2 separate regions of the Mus musculus genome follow, and region 2 is linked to region 1. The links are chromatin contacts, called in public Micro-C maps. All regions are on one chromosome and are shown on one strand. Each heading gives the region's core, a stretch centred on a gene start, on an enhancer-like site or on the middle of the called end of the contact. The rest is flanking DNA. Distances are from core to core; before and after follow the strand shown.

Region 1 (4,834 bases), core at 2,096-4,595:
CAGAGCCGTGCCATACACAGGCCTCTCTGGGCCATCGTCCTCCACTGCCCTGGCAAAGACTGGCCTCGAGAGAGACTACCCAAACAGCCATGAAGAGTCTAGGCCTGGGTGGAATCCTAGTTCCTCCACTCACCCGCACACCAGACCCGCACATGGACCCAGGGCTCAGTCCTCTGACTGGCATCCTGGCTGGGAGGACAAATGGCCCCTTGGCCCTGAACTAAGGTTTCATGTGTCCCTGGCCTCTTCCCATTGCCCTGGAGCGAGGTGGACACGCGTTCAGGAGCTTTTCGAGGAGAAGCAGCGGTGGCTTTTCTAGCAGAGGCACCAGTACAGTGTGCTTGGGCTGGGCGGGCCCACGGTGGCTCCGGGAGGTCACTGTGCATGGGGATTGGTTCCTGGCCTGTCTTTCTTAGCACGTCACATTGCGTGCTTATCAGTGGGAAGCTAATGGACTGTGGATGGGATGTCCAAGAGAAAAGCAGGATGGCGCCCAGGGCACCTCCCCTTTACCATTCCAAGAAGGCAGCCTCTCTATGTGCAGGCCGGGCAGCTCCCTACACAGCCCACACTTCTGTGTTGACCCTCTTACTCAGCTGACCTCTGAGGGGGCTATGGAAATGACAGTGACACACAAGACAAACGTGGGTTACAGAAGGGACAGGTGTGGCACTAATGAGGAAAGAGCCAAAGGTTAGGAAAGGGAAGCATGGCATGAAGCTCTGCACCCACCTGGCATCAGCTTCACTGTAGTACTCTCTTGCCACGATGTCTTCAAAGAGCTCCCCACCAGTGACCCTACAAGGAAAGCACATGGTCACCAATCCTGAAGATCCTCATCACCTGATACCCCATCACTGTCACCACCATTATCTATCATCACCACCGCCACCACTGTGAACACTGTCACACCACCACTGCCACCATAACCACCACAGCCATCACCATGACCACCACAGTCACCACCATCACCATGACCATCACAATCATTGCCATCACCACCACCATGGCCACCACAGTCACCACCATCACCATGATCACCACAGTCATCGCCATCACTGCCACCATGACCACCACAGTCATGGTCATCACTGTCACCATGACCACCACAGCCACTACTATCATCACCACCATGGCCACCACAGTCATTGCCATCACCATCACCATGACCACCACAGTCATCACCATCACCACCACCACATTTATCACCATCACCATGGCCACCACAGTCACCACCATCACCATGGCCACCACAGTCATCACCAGTACCACCACCATGACCACCACAGTAATCACCACCACTGCCATCATGACCACCACAGTCATTGCCACCACTGCCACCATGACCACCACAGTCATTAATTACCACCACTGCCACCATGACCACCACAGTCATTGCCATCACTGTCACCATGACCACCATAGCCACCACCATCACTGTCACCATGACTACCACAGTCATCACCATCACCACCACCATGACCACCACAGTCACCACCATCATCATGACCACCACAGTCATCGCCATCACTGTCACCATGGCCACCATAGCCACCACCATCACTGTCACCATGACCACCACAGTCATCACCATCACTGTCACCATGGTCACCACAGTCATCACCATCACCGTCACCACTTCCTCCATCACTGTTCTCATGCCATCTTCATTATATCACCATGACCATCACCATAGCTGCCATCATCACTAACACCTCATCATTGCTACTGCCACCAATGCTACTGTTACCTTCACCATTGTCATCGCTGCTACCATCTCACCACCATGACTACCATCACCATTCCATCACCATACCATCATTACCATCATCTCCATCCTTACACACACACCCCAATAGTGACAACTTATCAAAGGCATACTCGTTCACCATCATGGAATGCTTCCTTCTTCACACCTGTTTCCCGAGAAAACTGAGTTTCTTTACACCTAAGTGGGCTTCACACGTAAGCACATGAGTTTGCAGAGCCAGGGCTTCCCAGGGTTACACCCAGCTTTGTGAACCTTAATCCTAGGTCTGAGACTATCTGGCTCCCCCTATTCAATGCTCTGCTCTCTTGAGCCAGATCTGGGCCATCACAGAGTGGATTTAGTGCCTGTATCTGGCCTCCATGGTGGGCTGAGGGCTTGAAAGACTTGAATTCCTGTCCCCATGAAACCATAGACAACATAGGTAGTGTACTCTGCCCACACACCCTCCTGCCCTTTGTCTCTGTCCATACATCAAATGCCCATGGCAAAGCAACACTGTAAATGTGTGGTTTGCACATATGTGGACCAGGAGAGTCTGTCCAGCAGTAGCCCATGTAAGGGGCTGTTATCCCCAGTGCTGTGTGATCGACAGTTTGAGTCTTGACACAAAATTCTTGAACCAGGCTTTGAAAACTCAAGTCTGGGCAGAAAAAATGGTGTAAGGCCAATGTATCTTGGTGCAAAACTGTAGTTCAAAGGATAGCCTTGGTTTGCCAGATCTGTGCCAGGGCAAGGCTCCCTGAGTTACTGCATGTGTTCAGGCACTGATGCTTTGGTGTGTGGGCACCAGGGTCATCTCTTGGTCCAGAGTCACGGGACAGGAAGCTGGGCCTCTACTGAGCTGGATGCCATGCGCGGTCACTGTTGCAAGCTCTGCTCTGTAACTTCCATGGTGTGTATCGGCCACCTCCCCAAACCTGCAGGGCTCTCAGCTGACAAGGCCTTGAGGCCTACTGGGGGGCTACCAAACCACCTCAGAACCTGCAACCCTGGAGGCTCTGGAGGTATGGGGGGAGGATATTTAGACCTTCTGTCCAGACCCACCTCCTCAGTCTCTCCCTGCAGCTGTCTGCCTGGCATGTGCTGAGAGGTCTGAGAGATAAATGTGTCACATATACACATCCCTCCCTCCCCCACCCTCTCTTTCCTTCTTGGCTCCTGAAACAAGTGCAGCCATCCACTGGTCATCATGACCACCCTCAGCCCACAGACCTCTGTTTCTTGAGAAGAAGGGTGGTAAAGGTGATTTTGGGGCACACAGGGGGAAAGAGAGCCCACCCCACCTCAAGCCACAGGACTGGTGTCTCAGCCCAGATTCAATCAGACTGCAGCCTGTTATCTAGCAGATCACTCTAGGCAGGGTCTTGTGGCTCACACAGGGGTAGCTGAGAAGTAAACAAACCCCATGCAGGGGCAGCCTAGCTCTTCACCGGAAGATGCTACAAGGCAGAGGATGCTAAGGCCTGCATGCCCAACGGCCCAGACATCTGTCAGGCTGTTTGAGGGAGGAAGGGCTAAGAGGTGGCCCTAGGAAGGCTCCTCCTGTTCCCATTCAGCCTGTTGCTCAAGGGCAGCCAGAGGGCATGGGGTAACCATGGTAACGGTACCAGAGCCAGGTTTCCCTGGCTGTGCAGTCTGGAGGCCACCAGGACAAGCCAAAGCCCCTGGGCCCCCACCCAGCCCAGGGTCCTGCAGCAGCCCTGATTCACAGACAGCTAAATATAGTGCTGCTTAGCAGGGGCTGCCAAGAGTAAAGGGAGATGAGATCATCGCTTCTAAATCCGGCAGGAAGTGAGAGGCGGAGTTGGCCCCGAACGCCTTCTCACTCAGCTACTGCACACACACACACTCATGCAAGCACACACACACACTCATGCAAGCACACACACACACACACACACACACACACACACACACACACACACAGAGGCCTGTATCTCCAAAACATACCCAATCACACTTCGAAAACAGACATGCATGTACACTCATGGACTTTACACAAAGCATCTCTGTGCTTGCTCTAAGCTCTACACATATGCATGCACATGCATCCTTCCACCCTCACTTACAAACACGCATGCTCACATCAGCTAGCTGCGCCCCCAACCCAGCATGGCAGGCCTCAGAATGGAGGGAAGTGAATGGCTGCTCTCCCTGGTCTTCCCTCCACTGTCCCAACCGACAGGTTTTCTGCAGAGTTGGCGTCCTCAGCATGTCACACTCAGACTGGGTAAAAACCCATGCACAGCCATATCAGCGCTGGCTAGGCTGCGTGTGGCTGGGAATGAGGTGACCCCTGCAGAGGTGCACTCGGAGTGTCCTGATGTGGGGACAGGCCTGCTCCTGAATCTGAAGAGGCTGTGGGCCCCATGCTGGGAGTGAAAGAAAGGTGAGGGTCCTTGGATTTGGCACTTACAGATCGAAGACCAGGTAGTGGAAGCCCTCTTCAGAGATGCTGTCATGGAGGCGTACTGCAGGGACAGAGAAGTCGTGAGGAGCAGGAGGTAGCCCAGGATATTCCCTACTGCCCACCGCCACCCTGTCAGGGCCCACCCAGCACCCGTGCTGCACGCCTGGGGCAGGGAACTTGTCTCTGTGGCCCACAGGGTCTCCCCCAAGACAAGATGGCTGCCTGGGTCTGGGGGAAGATATGAGCTGACTTGAGGTGCTGCATGCTGAGCCTGAGGGAGCATCACGGAGCCCTGAGGGAGCACCATAGAGCCCTGAGGGAGCACCATGGAGCCCTGAGGGAGCACCATGGAGGTCTAGGCAGCACCTTGCCCTTCCACTGGCCCCTTTCTGTTCTCCTATTTCCCCTACCATCGGGAAACACAGCAAAGGCTCACTGCTGAGCCCTAACAGGAGCCATGTCTTCAAGGGAGAGGTTTCTGCAAGAAACAAACCGATTTTCCTGTCCTCAGCAGGACAGGGCCTCCACTGAGAAAGATTACCAGGTGAGGTATATTTCAGAGGCTCAGACAGTTTCCCTCTCTCTGGCCCTATTACCACACCAGTTGCTGAACTTGTATTCAGTCCTGTCTGGCCTGGGCTGGGGCTGATGGG
Region 2 (5,100 bases), core at 2,215-4,714, 150 kb after region 1:
CAAAAACAAAATAAAACAAAACAAAAAACCCTCCATCCTGCAGCTGTTTGACTTAATCCTAACCCAACACTAAGCCTCTCTTTCCCCCTAGTAAGTAAATCAAAGCCACAAGGACTGCATTAAAACTGCACATCATTAGTAAGAGGTAAGCAATGCATTTAATGAGATGGCCTTAAAAAAACCTAGTCAACCAAATCCTATTACTTATCTCCATTGCAAAACTAGCACAGGTTGTCTTAGTCAGGGCTTCTATTCCTGCACAAACATCATGACCAAGAAGCAAGTTGGGGAGGAAAGGATTTATTCAGCTTACACTTCCACACTGCTGTTCATCACCAAGGAAGTCAGGACTGGAATTCAAGCAGGTCAGAAAGCAGGAGCTGATGCAGAGGCCATGGAGGGATGTTCTTTACTGGCTTGCTTCCCCTGGCTTGCTCAGCCTGCTCTCTTATAGAACCAAGACTACCAGCCCAGAGATGGCACCATCCACAAGGGGCCTTTCCCCCTTGATCACTAATTGAGAAAATGCCTTACAGTTGGATCTCATGGAGGCATTTCCCCAACTGAAGCTCCTTTCTCTGTGATAACTCCAGCCTGTGTCAAGTTGACATAAAACTAGCTAGTACACAGGTACAAAAGGGCCTAGCCAGGAAGCAGATGTTGAAGATAAAATACAAAATCTGGCATAAAATTTAGCTATGTTCAATCATATAAATGCCTTAAAGATGAGTTTAGACTCACAAGTCACTAAGTGAGTTGAGGATCTAATTCACATATAAAAGCCTTTGTATAGAGAAGGTAGCAGAATATTCTCAAGTAGGTGTGGCTCAGCAGTCATCTTCCATGTCTGCTCACACAGCAGCAGACAGCCTGAGCAGGCAGGGAGTTCCACACACTGTAAAGTATGACTGCTTCTGCCCATTCCAGAAAGCACTAAGTTGCAAGGGCCTACAATTGCTTTGACACAGAAACAAGACCAAGATTGGATAAGGGTGAATAAAGAGGACACTGTTTTCTCACTCAAGTTTTAAGGATGTCTTGGGGCTGGAGACATGGCTCAGTGGTTAAAGAGCACTGGCTGCTTTTCCAGAGGTCCTGGGTTCAATTCCCAGCATCAACATGGCAGCTCACAACTGCTTATAACAACAGTTCCAAGGGATTCAACACCCTCACACAGATATATATATGCAGGCAAACACCAATGCACATAACATAAAAATTTTTAAAATCACTTTTAAAAAAGAATACTGGGGCTGGTGTGATGGCTAAGCGGTTAAGAGCACTGACTGCTCTTCCGAAGGTCCTGAGTTCAAATCCCAGCAACCACATGGTGGCTCACAACCATCCGTAGTGAGATCTGACGCCTTCTTCTGGAGTGTCTGAAGACAGCTACAGTGTGCTTACATATAATAATAAATAAAATCTTAAAAAAAAAAAAGAATTAAAAAAGAATACTTTTACCCATGGTATGTGTACTTTTGTGTCCTATATTTAAGAGACTGGGCCTCCAACATGGCCTGAAATCTGAGGGCTGGATAAGAGAAGGCTGCTGAAGGTAATTTGTGTTCTACCAAATTATATCCTTGAGTCAGTTATAATCAGGTCAATTAAGGTGGGCCCTCACCCACTATGACCATTGATCTTCAAGTGGAAACTTTGAACACACACTTATCTAGGAAAAGGATGTAAAGGCGACAATGAGAACAGGCAGAGATCAGAATGATGGAACAAGAACTGTGGGCCAGAAGGATCCTTCTTCCATATAGCTTCAGGAGTGAGAGCCAGCCCACACCTCATCTCAGGTATCTGTTGTTTAAGCTTTGATGTGACTGCACAAGCAAGATGGCTAAGAAATTCGCTTCCATCAGAGGCAATTTAAAACCTCAGCACTCAATACTGAGAAGATCAGGCAGTGAGCAATCAGCATGGACACAAACTGGGCGAGTACCTGAGGGGAGGCACTGTGCAGCACAGGGAACACAGGCACTGAAAGCCACAGAGGACGCCTGGCCTGATGACTTGACAAAAGACAGCAAGAGAAAGGCACCAAAACAAGGAAAACATAGAACAGTCAAGTATTTCAATTAGACTAGTGGTATGGAAAAACCTTTCAACACAGCAACAACAAAAAACCGAAGAGGTTGAAAGGGATATATAACTTCTATATATGGTATTGCCTCGGTTTTTATGAAGAGGAAATGAGCATACATGCATAAGCAGGTTTGATTTTTGTGGTAAGAGAGGATCTGACCTCTTTGCTTCCTTAGGTAATATCCAAATTCCCTACAATATGCAAACATTTCAGCCAAGAGAATAGCAACTACTTATACAAACACAGACAGGAGTGACAATGTACCTGTGGCCCCGGGGTTCCAGTCCCTAAAGTGCCCTGAAATGGAGTACAAAGAAACAAGTGCAGCCAACGGTGCAGGCCGGCCAGCCACCAATCTTCCACTGGGCCCTCCCATGGGAAACCCATTGGTAGTACAAGGCTCACACTGGTCATGGGCACACATGAATATGGAGTGGTATCTATGAAAATTAAAACAGCAACAACAACAGGGTAACAGTGGCTACCTCTACAGTTGGTAAGTAGGGAGAAAGAGATCCCTCTCCACTGAGAACCCTATCAATATTACCATGTTAAAATAGACAAAACTATGAAGACAAGAGAGAGCTGGTACCATATCGTGGTTCATAGCCACCTGTGACTCCAGTTCTATGGAATCCAACTTGCTCTTCTGACCACTGCAGTACATGGTGCCTTTACAAAGGCAAAACACTAGTGCACATAAAATAAATATTTTTAAAAGAATATGAAAATATACATACCTTCCCACATGAAATTAAAACCAAAATAGCCCTAGCACTTGACTAAGAGATCAGAGACTAAGAACAAAGAAGCCTGTAATAGGAAAAAGGCCTTGGATAGCGGCTCTTACATACATATCGGCTCCTCATGCAAAGATCAGTATGGCATATGAACTCAATTCCTCAGGACAAAGGCTGCAAGTCTCTCTGCCTGACCCCTTACCAGGTTCTCGAGCTCTGCATGCCCATTAGGGGCTATTTATTGCCTGGGACCTGCTAGTCTATCTTTCTACTATGTCCTTCCAGCATAGACCCCCAAGTCCCCTAGCATGGGCCTCTCAGCAGGCAGGAAAATTGCTCCTAAAACAGCCCTAGCAGGTTGCTGGTTGCTTTTTATAGCACTCTGAATCCACATTCTCTTTAAATAAAGTTGATTATTTCCAGCCAACAGTATGTAAAAATGTGTCCTGTCAAGTGCAGGTGGCTCTGAGCCCCACCCAGCAAATCCAAGGCCACCCCTGCAGCTGTGGGCCTGCAGCAGGAGGTGGGGGGTGGGGGGGATGAGCAGCAGAGCTCCAGCATCAGGGTGGGAGTGAGCCAGTGAGTCAGCAAGCAAGTCTCACTGAGCTCCCACTCTGTTCCTGATGAGCACGGGACAAGAAAGCTCTTGACAAAGAGAGAACACAGCCTCCGAATCCTGCTGGGCATTGTGGACCACAAGCTCTAACTCTCCTTGTAGACACAACAGTTTTGACTGCTAAACAGTTCCCACAGGCCTAGGCACCACAAAGTGGGGCAAGCCAGGAAACTAGAACCACCTGCAGTGAATGAGTGTGGCTGGTAATGTCACGAGGAACTATCACTGTCTCAGGGAATAGGAGCAAGCCTGGCCAGGAGCCCAACCTACTTTGTCAGCTTGAAGCCATCTCTTAAACCAAAAGGACCTCTGTCCTTCTGTTTGCCGCTTTCCAATGCTAGGGGCTGAGCTGTCACTGAACTAACCTCAAGCTTCTCCTCCAGTTTGTCTAGAAACAAACAGACAAACAGACAAAGGTTCAGACAAGCTGGGGTTTAGAGCAGCTCGTAGAACATATTCTACTAGTAAGTAAGTAAAGGAGACTAAACCCTTAACCCAGGGGTTTCTGTGCAAGATAGGATCCCAAACTCAATGGGTTATATGCACTGCCCTCATTTCTTTCCCAAGAAAGGATGAATACTGGAGGCATTTGCTACATGATGGGAGGGAGCTGGGGGACTGGCTTCCCAAGGTCACAACAGAGCAGAAGTGGAGCTCGGAGCTGCTAGGCCATCCCTCTCCCTAAGTAGGCAGAGCCATTCTTTGCTCCTCTTGAGATTAATACTGTCCACCCTATAAACAATTACCGTGATCCTGCATAATGTGATCAAAGTTCACTGACCCTATGCTTGGGTGACAATGTCCACCATCCTTGCCAGTCTCAGTCAACCCAGATATGATGAATCAGACCTCACCACACTCCTATGGCTGTACTGTCCATTTGGTCATCAGAAGAGAGAACATGTATGTGCTATGGTCTGAAAAATCTATGTCCTTCCAAACTTCATGTGTCCAGTCACCATGACAGCTTCAGAAAGAGGGGTTTAGAAAGGCTGGTGAAAGGGATGTGATGAGATGACTAATGTCCTTATTAAAAGGCCCTTAAAGGGACCCTTTACTTTTTCACCATGTGAAGACATAGAAAAAATTGTGTGTGAGGAGCATGCACATCAAACACTGAACCTACCAATGACTGGACAGTAAACTTCTAGCATCTGAAACTCAGAAACAGATTCTTGTTATAAACCAACCAGTCTATGGCATTTTGTTATACCAGCCTGAATAGGCTGAGACAAAGTGTATGCACACACACACAATACTTATGTGCATATGTGGGGCACATCTGTGGATGGACATGCCACAGGTATTAAGCAGAAGGTAGCCATTCTCTACAACTTTGTTCCCCACCCCCCTCTCTTTCCTCAACATCTTTCTGAGCTGTGACTTCAGCGAGGTATTAAAGATATTCAGTTAGTTATTAGAGTCCTCATTTCCCATTCTCCTTCTATAAAGGATCCTTCCTTCTCTTGTCAGCTCCTCCCTGGCAGTGCTCAGTTTCAACCTAGGATTTACCTAAGTCCTTCCCAACTGGTGGAGATGCAGTCACTTTTCTTCTGGATTCTTTATTGCTGACCCTTTATAAAACAGCCATGGTTAGAAAAATGGCTCATTCACTGTCCTGTTCTGGAGCTTCACACTCTCGGCCTGCCAGG

Evidence for each region. A called contact is a pair of places that touch in the nucleus more often than the background predicts.
Region 2: a Micro-C map of stem cell-derived neurons shows a contact between it and region 1, with 2.3 times the contacts expected there. The contact joins two enhancer-like sites. A contact is called at or near these places in 2 of 15 datasets of contacts at CTCF or cohesin (the NIH/3T3 cell line and large pre-B cells), 4 of 484 Hi-C or Micro-C datasets (bone marrow-derived macrophages, forebrain, granulosa cells and 1 more), 12 of 115 datasets of contacts at active chromatin or transcription factors (the HPC-7 cell line, bone marrow-derived macrophages, double positive thymocytes and 6 more) and 3 of 9 other capture datasets (adipose tissue, liver and pancreatic islet).

Annotation. Positions count from the first base shown.
Region 1 is chr11:5,997,151-6,001,984 of GRCm38.p6, forward strand. Camk2b (calcium/calmodulin-dependent protein kinase II, beta) reads right to left here. Exons shown (of 21, transcript NM_007595.5): 4 at 4,188-4,242; 5 at 733-798. Among named protein-coding and RNA genes, the nearest start is that of Ykt6, 44 kb to the left of the region's middle. Within about 2 kb of position 3,346, at least 259 of the 459 cell types and tissues checked have an H3K27ac peak or open chromatin away from gene starts, as enhancers often do. A contact at or near this core is called in the HPC-7 cell line, double positive thymocytes, granulosa cells and 1 more, where this site is marked.
Region 2 is chr11:6,150,952-6,156,051 of GRCm38.p6, forward strand. The region is part of intron 2 of Nudcd3 (NudC domain containing 3); the gene reads right to left. Among named protein-coding and RNA genes, the nearest start is that of Nudcd3, 47 kb to the right of the region's middle. Within about 2 kb of position 3,465, at least 100 of the 459 cell types and tissues checked have an H3K27ac peak or open chromatin away from gene starts, as enhancers often do. A contact at or near this core is called in the HPC-7 cell line, double positive thymocytes, granulosa cells and 1 more, where this site is marked.